Linked DNA regions of Hordeum vulgare: region 2 is linked to region 1. The links are chromatin contacts, called in public Hi-C maps. All regions are on one chromosome and are shown on one strand. The core of a region is the stretch at or near the end of the contact, and the rest is flanking DNA. Distances in the headings are between cores, read along the strand shown.

What was found. A called contact is a pair of places that touch in the nucleus more often than the background predicts.
Region 2: a Hi-C map of seedling shows a contact between it and region 1, with 3 times the contacts expected there. The contact joins the promoter of LOC123447867 here to the promoter of LOC123447865 in region 1. A contact is called at or near these places in 2 of 6 Hi-C or Micro-C datasets (leaf and seedling).

What each region holds. Positions count from the first base shown.
Region 1 is chr4H:58,129,160-58,133,648 of MorexV3_pseudomolecules_assembly, forward strand. It overlaps LOC123447865 (calmodulin-interacting protein 111-like), which reads right to left and starts at 1,401. Exons shown (of 11, transcript XM_045124572.1): 1 at 1,057-1,401; 2 at 451-612; 3 at 1-358. The coding sequence starts at 1,353.
Region 2 is chr4H:58,942,415-58,947,066 of MorexV3_pseudomolecules_assembly, forward strand. It overlaps LOC123447867 (mucin-1-like), which reads right to left and starts at 2,793. Exons shown (of 1, transcript XM_045124575.1): 1 at 848-2,793. The coding sequence starts at 2,588. The coding sequence ends at 1,263. It overlaps LOC123447870, which reads left to right. Exons shown (of 7, transcript XM_045124576.1): 6 at 9-150; 7 at 312-754. The coding sequence ends at 463.

The DNA of each region.
Region 1 (4,489 bases), core at 151-2,650:
CTGATTTTGCAGTGGCCCGATCCAAGCACAATGAAGAGCCACTGTAAGATGCACCATCATGGGATTCATTTCTGCATGGAGAAGTTGAAGGAATCCTTTTAGGTGACTCCACAAACATCACATTTCTTACAGGATGGCAATCAGACTCTGACTTATTACGGCTGGGTGGTGCAACTTTTGGTGGAACTAGACTAAGGTAGAGATCGCTGCATTTTATCACTCTCAAAAACTCACCACCATCAGTTTGTTTTGGGGCTTGAGATGTATATAGGGGGCTAATTAGCAAAGGACGACCTATTACAGGGTATCCCAGAGTGCAGGCAAGGTCCCAAGAGAGCTTGATGTCATTCTTTTGAACCTGATAAGGGTGACCGTCCAATCAGCAACTTTTACAGTTCCGTATTCACGACATTTATACACCAAGGGAAGAAAGATAACAAAGGCACGTACCTCACATGAAGGGGAAACTTTGGCAGTCACAAAGTTCACTCCAGCTTCATTAGAGATGAGATCATTGTCCACATCAAGATCAAAGAATCTGGCGCACTCCTCAAATAAGCTATCAAGTGGGAAGCCATCTAAACTGTTACTACTTGAAGAAACGAGTGACACCTGAGAATAAGGAGACATAGCTCAGCTGACACGAACAAAACAACACATAGACACTGGTAAGCTAAAGTTTTATCTTTATTGGAACCCATTGGAAGCTCGAATGTCAGTTCTACGACCAGGGTATCATAATCCAATGTAGAAGTATGTGCTAAACTGCTAATCTTATTTTCAGAAACAAGCTGTAAATATGATGCTTTGTGGCAGTATTGAAAAACAGTGTGGGTCAATCAGCATATATTTAATTGGCCAGATGTTGACCAAATAGAACATCAAGGGGCCACTGTGAGATACATCTACACAGTCAAAGGTCGGCTCACAATCGAAATTTCAATAGCAAGAACTGATGTTACATGGAACATGGTTTGCATTGAAAACACAAGTGTAGTGTTTAGTTAACTACTAGTAGTTCGGTGCAGAAACAAATCCTAATTTTGAGGAGCATACAGAGACGAGGCACCCATGCCGCAGCCCGGCGCTGGCCATGGCGTCCACGGAGAGCCAGAGCCTCCCCTCGCCACCGCGGATCCCGCCCCTGGAGACCACATCGAGGACGGTGCCGGTGAAAGAACCGGCGCCTCCGCGGGGTACGAGCGCCGGGTACCGCGCCGCCACCCTTGCAGCGGTGGACGGGAGGTCCAGGATGCAGCCGCCGGTGCCTTCACGGGCGCGAGAGAGGGGGGTACGAGGTGACGGCTGGGGGGACACCGACGGCTTCTTCTTCTTCTGGCCCTTCGAAGACATAGGGTATAAGGTGGCCTTTGTTTAGTGATTCCTGATTCTAGCACAGTCAAAATCCGATTTGCAAACAAAGAGTCAGATTTTACCTTAGCTGTGTAGAATCAGATTCTACAAAATGCACTAGACATGCCCAGAAGCTGGAATCAGCGAATTTGCTGATTCCCGAGCTGCCACTTACCCCCTCTCAACTTTGGGCCAATTTCTTCCCGTTATTACGAGGCAAATGCCACCGCACCCCCAGCCCAACTCCTCCACGGGCAAGTCTGGTTCGCTCGATCCCCACCCTGCCCATCGCAGATCCGTCGCGCCGCCGTCCCCTTGTGCTCCAGCGCCGGCGGTCCCCTTGTGCTCCAGCGCCGGCGGCCCTTGTGCTCCAGCGCCGCCGTCCCCTTGTGCTCCAGCGCCGTCGTCCCCTTCTGCTCCAGCGCCGGCGGCCCCTTGTGCTCCAGCGCCGCCGTCCCCTTGTGCTCCAGCGCCGGCGGCCCTTGTGCTCCAGCGTCGCCGTCCCCTTGTGCTCCAGCGCCGGCGGCCCCTTGTGCTCCAGCGCCGCCGTCCCCTTGTGCTCCAGCGCCGGCGGTCCCCTTGTGCTCCAGCGCCGGCGTTCGTGGCCTTCCGGACATTATGGACATTTCACAACACTTGTGGTTTTTCTACAGCAGGGCAAACAAACATTCAGCTTCAGATTCTTAAAATCCACAGCCACAACTGATTTTCAGAATCTAAGCTATAGCTGATTCTTGGGAATCTGTAGCCCAAACAAAGGGGGCCTAAGAATTGGAATTGCGTCAGCATACGTTCCCCTAAAATGAATTTAAGTGAATTTAGTTTAGAAGTAAAATGCACTACAGGTACTTTAACTTGCACTAGCAGCTCGCTTTGGTCACTCTACTTAGCATACGGTCACTTTGTACGATGAGACGTGATTATGTGGTCGATGTTTACGTAAGAGTCAGATACATCGACGTTTTAACTACATGTTGACTAGTCTCCGTGTCAAGTGTCGATTGGAGGAGCGAACCGTTGGGAAATTTTCAAAAAAACCCTCCCACCTCGTTTCAATCTCTGGTCGCCCTCCCACCTCTCCATCATCCGTGTCTCTCCACCTCCCATGTCTCGTCATTGGAGGCGACGGCGTGGGTGAGGAGAGAGCAGTTGATCGTCGACGTTCTGGTCGGTGACGATTTTGGATGTCAGGTTGGAAGAATCGACCGTGGAGGAGGGTCTCGCCACCGTGGTGAAGACAAGGCATCGCTGCCATGGCTGCAGTTCGTCGCCCGACGGAGCTCGTGTCCTCGAGTAGAGTAAGTGAAGATTTTTGGCCTATTTGACATCTAATCGAGTTTTCTAGAGATGTGATTCAGTTAGTCCAGGGTTTCTGTTGATTATGCCCGCATTGGAAGAATTATAGGGTTTTGTGGACCGATTTGGGGATTTCTGGTAGGGCTTTTGCCACGGGGTGAAAAGTTAAATATAGGCTTGATTCCACATCCAATTGAGTTTGTTAGTCACAGCTACGGGTTTGTTGTTCACATAATTTGTCCTAAATTGTACTACGGTTCAGATTTTGTGTTGGGGTTTTGGAGACCAAGAATTGGGGGTTCATTATAGGGTATATAGTTGAAATGAACGTTTCAATTTTTGGTCAATTTTGTGACAATTAGTTGTCCCTCTATTCAATATGTATGCTTTTTTAACAGGAGCATGTAGTGACAAATTCTCAGTTCTATTTCATCATGGGGGCTTTTCCATGGTCAATGAAGCAACAAAAGTTATGTCAATGGACATGAAGTGTGGTATGATCAAGTTGACAGGTTAGCTTGGTCTCCAATCATGGTGGAGGAGATGGGATGGGAGATGGGATGGGAGATGGGTGGAAGGATAAAACCATACTACTGCATTCATATTCTTGACATCACCAGAAATGCATTGAGACATATTAGGACTGAGGAAGATACTGATCAAATGATGGCATTTATGTCAACCAGCCATCATTTCTTTGATATTTTATCTTGACCATGACGACAGTTTGCTTGCTAACAAAGATGTTGATGATATAGTCAATAATCCAAGAGCTCATCTCCCACTAGTGTTCAGCCCTTCCAAAGAAAATAGCATTGATAATCCAGTAGTAGAAAGAAGCTCCTATTCCAATTCAGATGGTTTATCCAAACAATGCAGAAGTTGAAGTTGATTATGACAATCCATTTATCTTTGCAAGGAGGACACGGAACATTGAGTGAGGCTATTTGGAGCATTTGCGGGAAGAGATTATTGTTGAGCCAGAACAACGTGCAGTACATTGGATGCTAGTGGAGCAAAGGCAAAGAACAATGGAGTGGAGAGGGAGGAAAACATGGATAAAAGAGCCAAGAGGGGAAGGAAAGAAGGATTGTCAGCATCAGATAGTTACTCAGATGACAGTGATTTTGATCTGGCCGAGATGTTTGATAGTGACTTTGATATCAGTGATGGGGATGATGATCTTTATGCTGACAATGTGGATGAAGATGATCCAGTGAAGTCAAATGATAAGGTCAAAGGTGGAGATACATGACAGGTGAAATGTGTGTTTGATTATGACTCGGAAGGTGAGGATTTGTGGGCACCAGATTGAGATGATGAAACTCAGACCAAGTTTAGATCATTCGGAAAGGAGGACCTACATTGTCCAAAGTTCCATGTGGGTCAAGTATTTGAGAATGTTGAATTGTTAAGGAAAGCTAGAAAGGAGTGTAGCTACAAAAATAGAGTTGATGTGAAGTTGCAAGTGAATGACAAGAAGAGAGTGAATGCATTATGTGATGAGGAATGTACTTGGTATTTGTGGGCATCATATGATAGTAGGACTAAATGCTTCATGGTCAAGAAGTATGTGGAAGAGCATACATGTTGCAAGAAATGGAAGATCAAAGCATTTATTGCACCATTCCTTGCAAAGAAATGTCTTGAGAGTTTTAGGGCAGAACAAGATATGAACTTGAGGAACTTCCCAATAGTAGTACAAAAAGAATGGCACATGACACCATCTAGGACAAAGCTACAAAGGGCAAGGAGGTTGGCCATGAAGATAATTCATGGTGATGAAGAATCACAATACAAGATGTTATGGGATCATGGAAATGAGATAATGAGGAGCAAC
Region 2 (4,652 bases), core at 1,543-4,042, 810 kb after region 1:
GGATTTAGGTGCCTGAGGATGAACCGCTGCAAACAAACATCAGGAGCTCTCTACTGTGGTCTGAGAAAGAAACTTTCGAAGGGTATGACGAAGAATTTATCCCTGGGCTCCTGGAACGTCTATCTTTTGCCGCGTACCAATCAGTTTCAGGTGACAAAAGATCATTCCATTTTCACCTCTGATCACTTCTTGATCACAACTTATGTTTTAAATCTCAATATTACCTGGAATGACGAACTAAAGAGATGGCGCAGAAAGGATGTACATCAGTTTCATGTAGTCTCATCTAACATTAGAGTCATACACTACAGGTATGTCAGATGCAGAACTTCTTACCCTGCAAAAATACAAGATAAAGGCAATGGATTCAACAGACACGCTGGAAAGAGTAAACAGCGGAATCGAGTACGTAGAACATAATATCGGTATGATTGCCGCTAGACTGGCAATTCAGAATATATGACCCTCCGATCTCGGTACTTCTTACGCAGTCACGTGCATATGCCATCATCATCACCAGAGAATTATATACTGAGTACCTAATACTTGTAAGATCCAACTGATGCTCATGACCCAAAAAAGATTTAGTTACATTCTCTGACATCAGAAGGTCTTCACTTAATTTACATCTGTGTTGTATACAAGGAGAGGTCCAAGTAGCACAGCTTGATTATTTTTGACACATTTGATGTACATTCAGAGACTAATAGGAGAGTGCATACTGAATAAACTCTCGCAATTTCGTTTCCGAAAACGTTCACAACTCTGTTTTCCCAGCACCTTGTATCGGTTCGGTTGTTTGGGCTTTATATATATAATTGGAAGAAAGCTTGTTTTGAGAAATGCGTTGCTCAAACAACTCTTATAACTTAATTCCATGAGATAATTCATACACCTGATTACATCTGGAAAGCCAAAAGGCTACATGCTCTTGTATGAACTCTGTAGAATCTAAACCGAAGTGATTCATACAACTGGTTGATCTGGAACGCCTACAAGGCTACAAGCTCCGGTATGAACCCTAGAATCAAAATCGAACTAATTTGTAAAACTGATAAATCTGGAAAGCCTACATACAGGCTAACAGCTCTGGTATGAACTATGTAAAATCTGAACCGAAGTAATCATCTCGAAAGTAAATAATGGAAGCAAAGATACTATTCCGCCCGCTGATTGAGAATCAGCAGGAGGAAATCATGAGTGGGCTAACGGGTTAGCATGCTGAGCTGCAAATCCCCCGGTAGCGCTGGCAGAAGTATCGCCTACTCCTGCGGAGCCATCTCGACGCCGAAGATGCGGATGAAGCCACGCATCCCCCTCCCTTGCTCAGCCGTAGCCAAGCCCGGAGCGGAGCTGCTCACGTTTGCAGGAGTGGCACTGGATGAGGAGCCCGGAGCGGAGCTGCTCACGTTAGAAGGAGTGGCACTGGATGAGGAGCCCGGAGCCGAGCTGCTGATGTTAGCAGGAGGGAGACGGGACGAGGAGCCCGGAATTGAGTTGCAGATGTCAGCAGGAGGGGCACGGGATGAGGAGCCTGGAGCGGAGTTGCTGATGTTTGCAGGAGGGGCACGGGATGAGGAACCAGCATAGGCAGGGGCTGGCCCCGCCGTGTTGTGGTTCATCCGCAAACCGCGATGTCGAGGGGCCGAGCGGGGTTTGCGGGGCCGTTTGGTGTAATTTGGCCACCCTGGCCGGTCCAACCAGGCGCTCATCGAGCTGTGATGCATCGTCCGGGCCAGGGAGGCAGATACGACCTCCTTGTCCTGCAGTTCCTCCTCCATCCTTCGCATGTTCCCATGATCGTAAGCAGCAGGGGTAGCGAGAGCAGTTGCAAAGGCCATTGGCGCCACCGCGTCCGGAGACGGTGCAAAGATTGCATCAGGTGGGTGCGGCCTTTTGATCCCGCGTGCGCATGCACCAGCAACGCCATTGCCATGGCCATAAGTGGCAGGGGCTGCCGAATCTGGTGCAAGGGCAGTAGGCGCACCGGATGCCGGGGTATGTGGAGGCGGTGCAGAAGTCGCAGCAGAAGGGGCTGCCACAATCGCCATAGTTGCTGCCGCACGAGGATCCACGATGTTCACGGAGGAGTTATTAGTATTGGAGGCGAGCTTGTTAGCCATCTCCTCCTCCTCCTCGTCGTCATCGCTGAGGACAACAAGGACGGTGTGGGTCTTTGGCACGTCTGTTGACTCGAGTACATGATATGGGGGCGTTACGGGTTCCTTTCCCTTGGGAATGTTGGCAGTGATGCGTTGGCCAGAGACGGCCAACTCGTTGGCCTCCTGGCGCATGATCTTCTGCGCATCGCTCACATATTTGGCATAGCGCCGTTTGTCCAAATCCTTCTCCTGCACCCTCAGGGCAAACTCCCTGTCCAAGATCTCCATTGTCCTAGCCCTGTCCGTGGTCGCCCCATTTTTAAGGCCTTGACTGCCCGATCTGGTCCGAAGCAAAGTTTTGGTAGCGAATAGATGGTCCTCGGCCTCCTTCTCGGCCACCCCCAGATCCATACCTCTCTCCTGGTGTGGAAACGGCTGCCGGTTATCAGCAGTGTCTGAATCTTGAAGCGGCATCGATGAATTCATGCGGCCACCGCGACCATCCTGACCACTGCAACCACCCTGACCACCGTCTCCTCGCCGTAGGCGTGGCGAAAAGAGGCGTAAGAGGGGAGCAGCTCCCGTCGGCGGTCTTCCTTGATTAGCATGGCCGCGACGTGATGAAGGGCTTCCGTGGTTGAAAATACGGCGGAACTTTCGCTTCCTGCTGCCGCGGGTCGATGAGGGAAGATCTTCGGGGGTCATCGGAGGCAAGGGGAGTGGGTGGGTGGGTGGGTGGGGGTCTTCTCTTCTGGAGAGAGTAGACATTTGGAGGAGTTTGGCAAGTTTTGTTGTGTGAGGAGAGCCTTGTGGTTCTGAGTACCGGTTAAGTAGGCGTGCGGCCTGGTTAGGGTTTGTTTCTTTCCTCTTTTACCAAAGAAAGGCTGCCCTCCTCCCTCTCCAACACGCACACAGCAAGCACGGACATCCATGTGGTTATCCTTTTTACACACGGTATCGACAGATCGATGTGATCATTCATACTTTGTGTTTTACCATGCGTTCCTACTCACAACTGGCATTTGTCATGGTTCTGTGTCAAAATAGGTTGTCATTAACTTCACATGTTTTGGAGTTTTGTCGATTCAATGGAATAAGGAAAGAAACACAACCCCCACCGCACCGTTCATCATTTGTGTTTGCCATGCATTCATACTCATAGCTGGAATTTGTAGTGGTTATGTGTCATAGTAGGCCATTAACTTTACATGTTTTGGAGCTTCGTCGATTATATGGAATAGAGAAAAGTCCACATTTCAAGGCTTAACTAACCATGTGGTTTGATTTTCAACCCTGAACTCTAAAATCGGTTGGATTCAACCCTCAACTTGTCACAGGGTCCAGATTACAACCCTTGACTCAGTAGGCTGGTCAAGCGGTTTTGACCGAGTCAAAGCTGACTGGACAACACAGTCAGCATGCCACGCGCGCATCAATCCAACCCTATACCCATCTTTGTCTCTTGTTCATTCATAGCCACACCCCGCACCCAAGTCCACCCCATCGCCGCCTGGGTCGCAAGGGCCGCCGCCTGAGTCGTGTCCACAAACTCCACCGCCGGCGACCAGAGACAGGCGGCACCGCCACACCGCCGGCAGGTTCACCCTCTCTTCCCTCCCTTCCCCCCTCTATTTCCCTTAGGTTGTTGTTGTTGCTGCTAACCCTAGGCATAGACAAGTTGTTGTTGCTAGCTTGGGCTTGTTGAAACCCTAGTAATACTTTCTCATTTTGTTTTTTCATCTTTTATAAATTGAATGGATCCTATGGATTTCATGGTTGTGCAATTCCATTTCAATGGTGCGTTTGTGCGTGAGGGTCAAAATTTGGAATATGTTGGAGGCAGGGAGGAAATTGCTCATGTCGAGCGGCGCAATTTGTCCTTAGGCACTATTGTTGTTAATATGAAAGTGCATTCGAGTGTTGCTCGACGAGGAGTAATCATGATGCTCCATTGGTCATGTCCTAGAAAACAATTGTCTGATGGATTGATGGGATTAGTTGATGAAAATTTGGTGAAGCTGAGGGATCGATAGAAGATGTGTCTAGAGGGGGGGGGGGGGTGAATAGACTACTTGTTTAGATAAAATTCCTGGCCTAACCCAATTTCAAGGAGGGCAGAAATCTAGCAGTTCTAACAAGTCTAGTGCACCCTACACATGCTAGTCAATATAAATGGCAACGGAAAAGTAAAGACTTTGTGCATGTAAAGGAGTAGAGATTAAGAAGATCAAACGCGAAGAAGTTGACACGACAATTTTTGGCATGGTTCCGATAGGTGGCGCTATCGTACGTCCATGTTAGTGTAGACTTCAACCCACAGAGGGTAACGGCTGCGAGAGTCCACGGAGGGTTCCACCCACGAAGGGTCCACAAAGAAGGGGCCTTGTCTATTCCACCACGGCTTTCATCCACGGAGGACTAGCCTTACTCACGGTAGATCTTCACGAAGTAGGCGATCTCCTTGCCCTTACAAACATCTTAGTTCAACTCCACAACAGGAAGTAGGAGGCTCCCAAACGACACCTAACCAATCTAGGAGGCACCAACCTC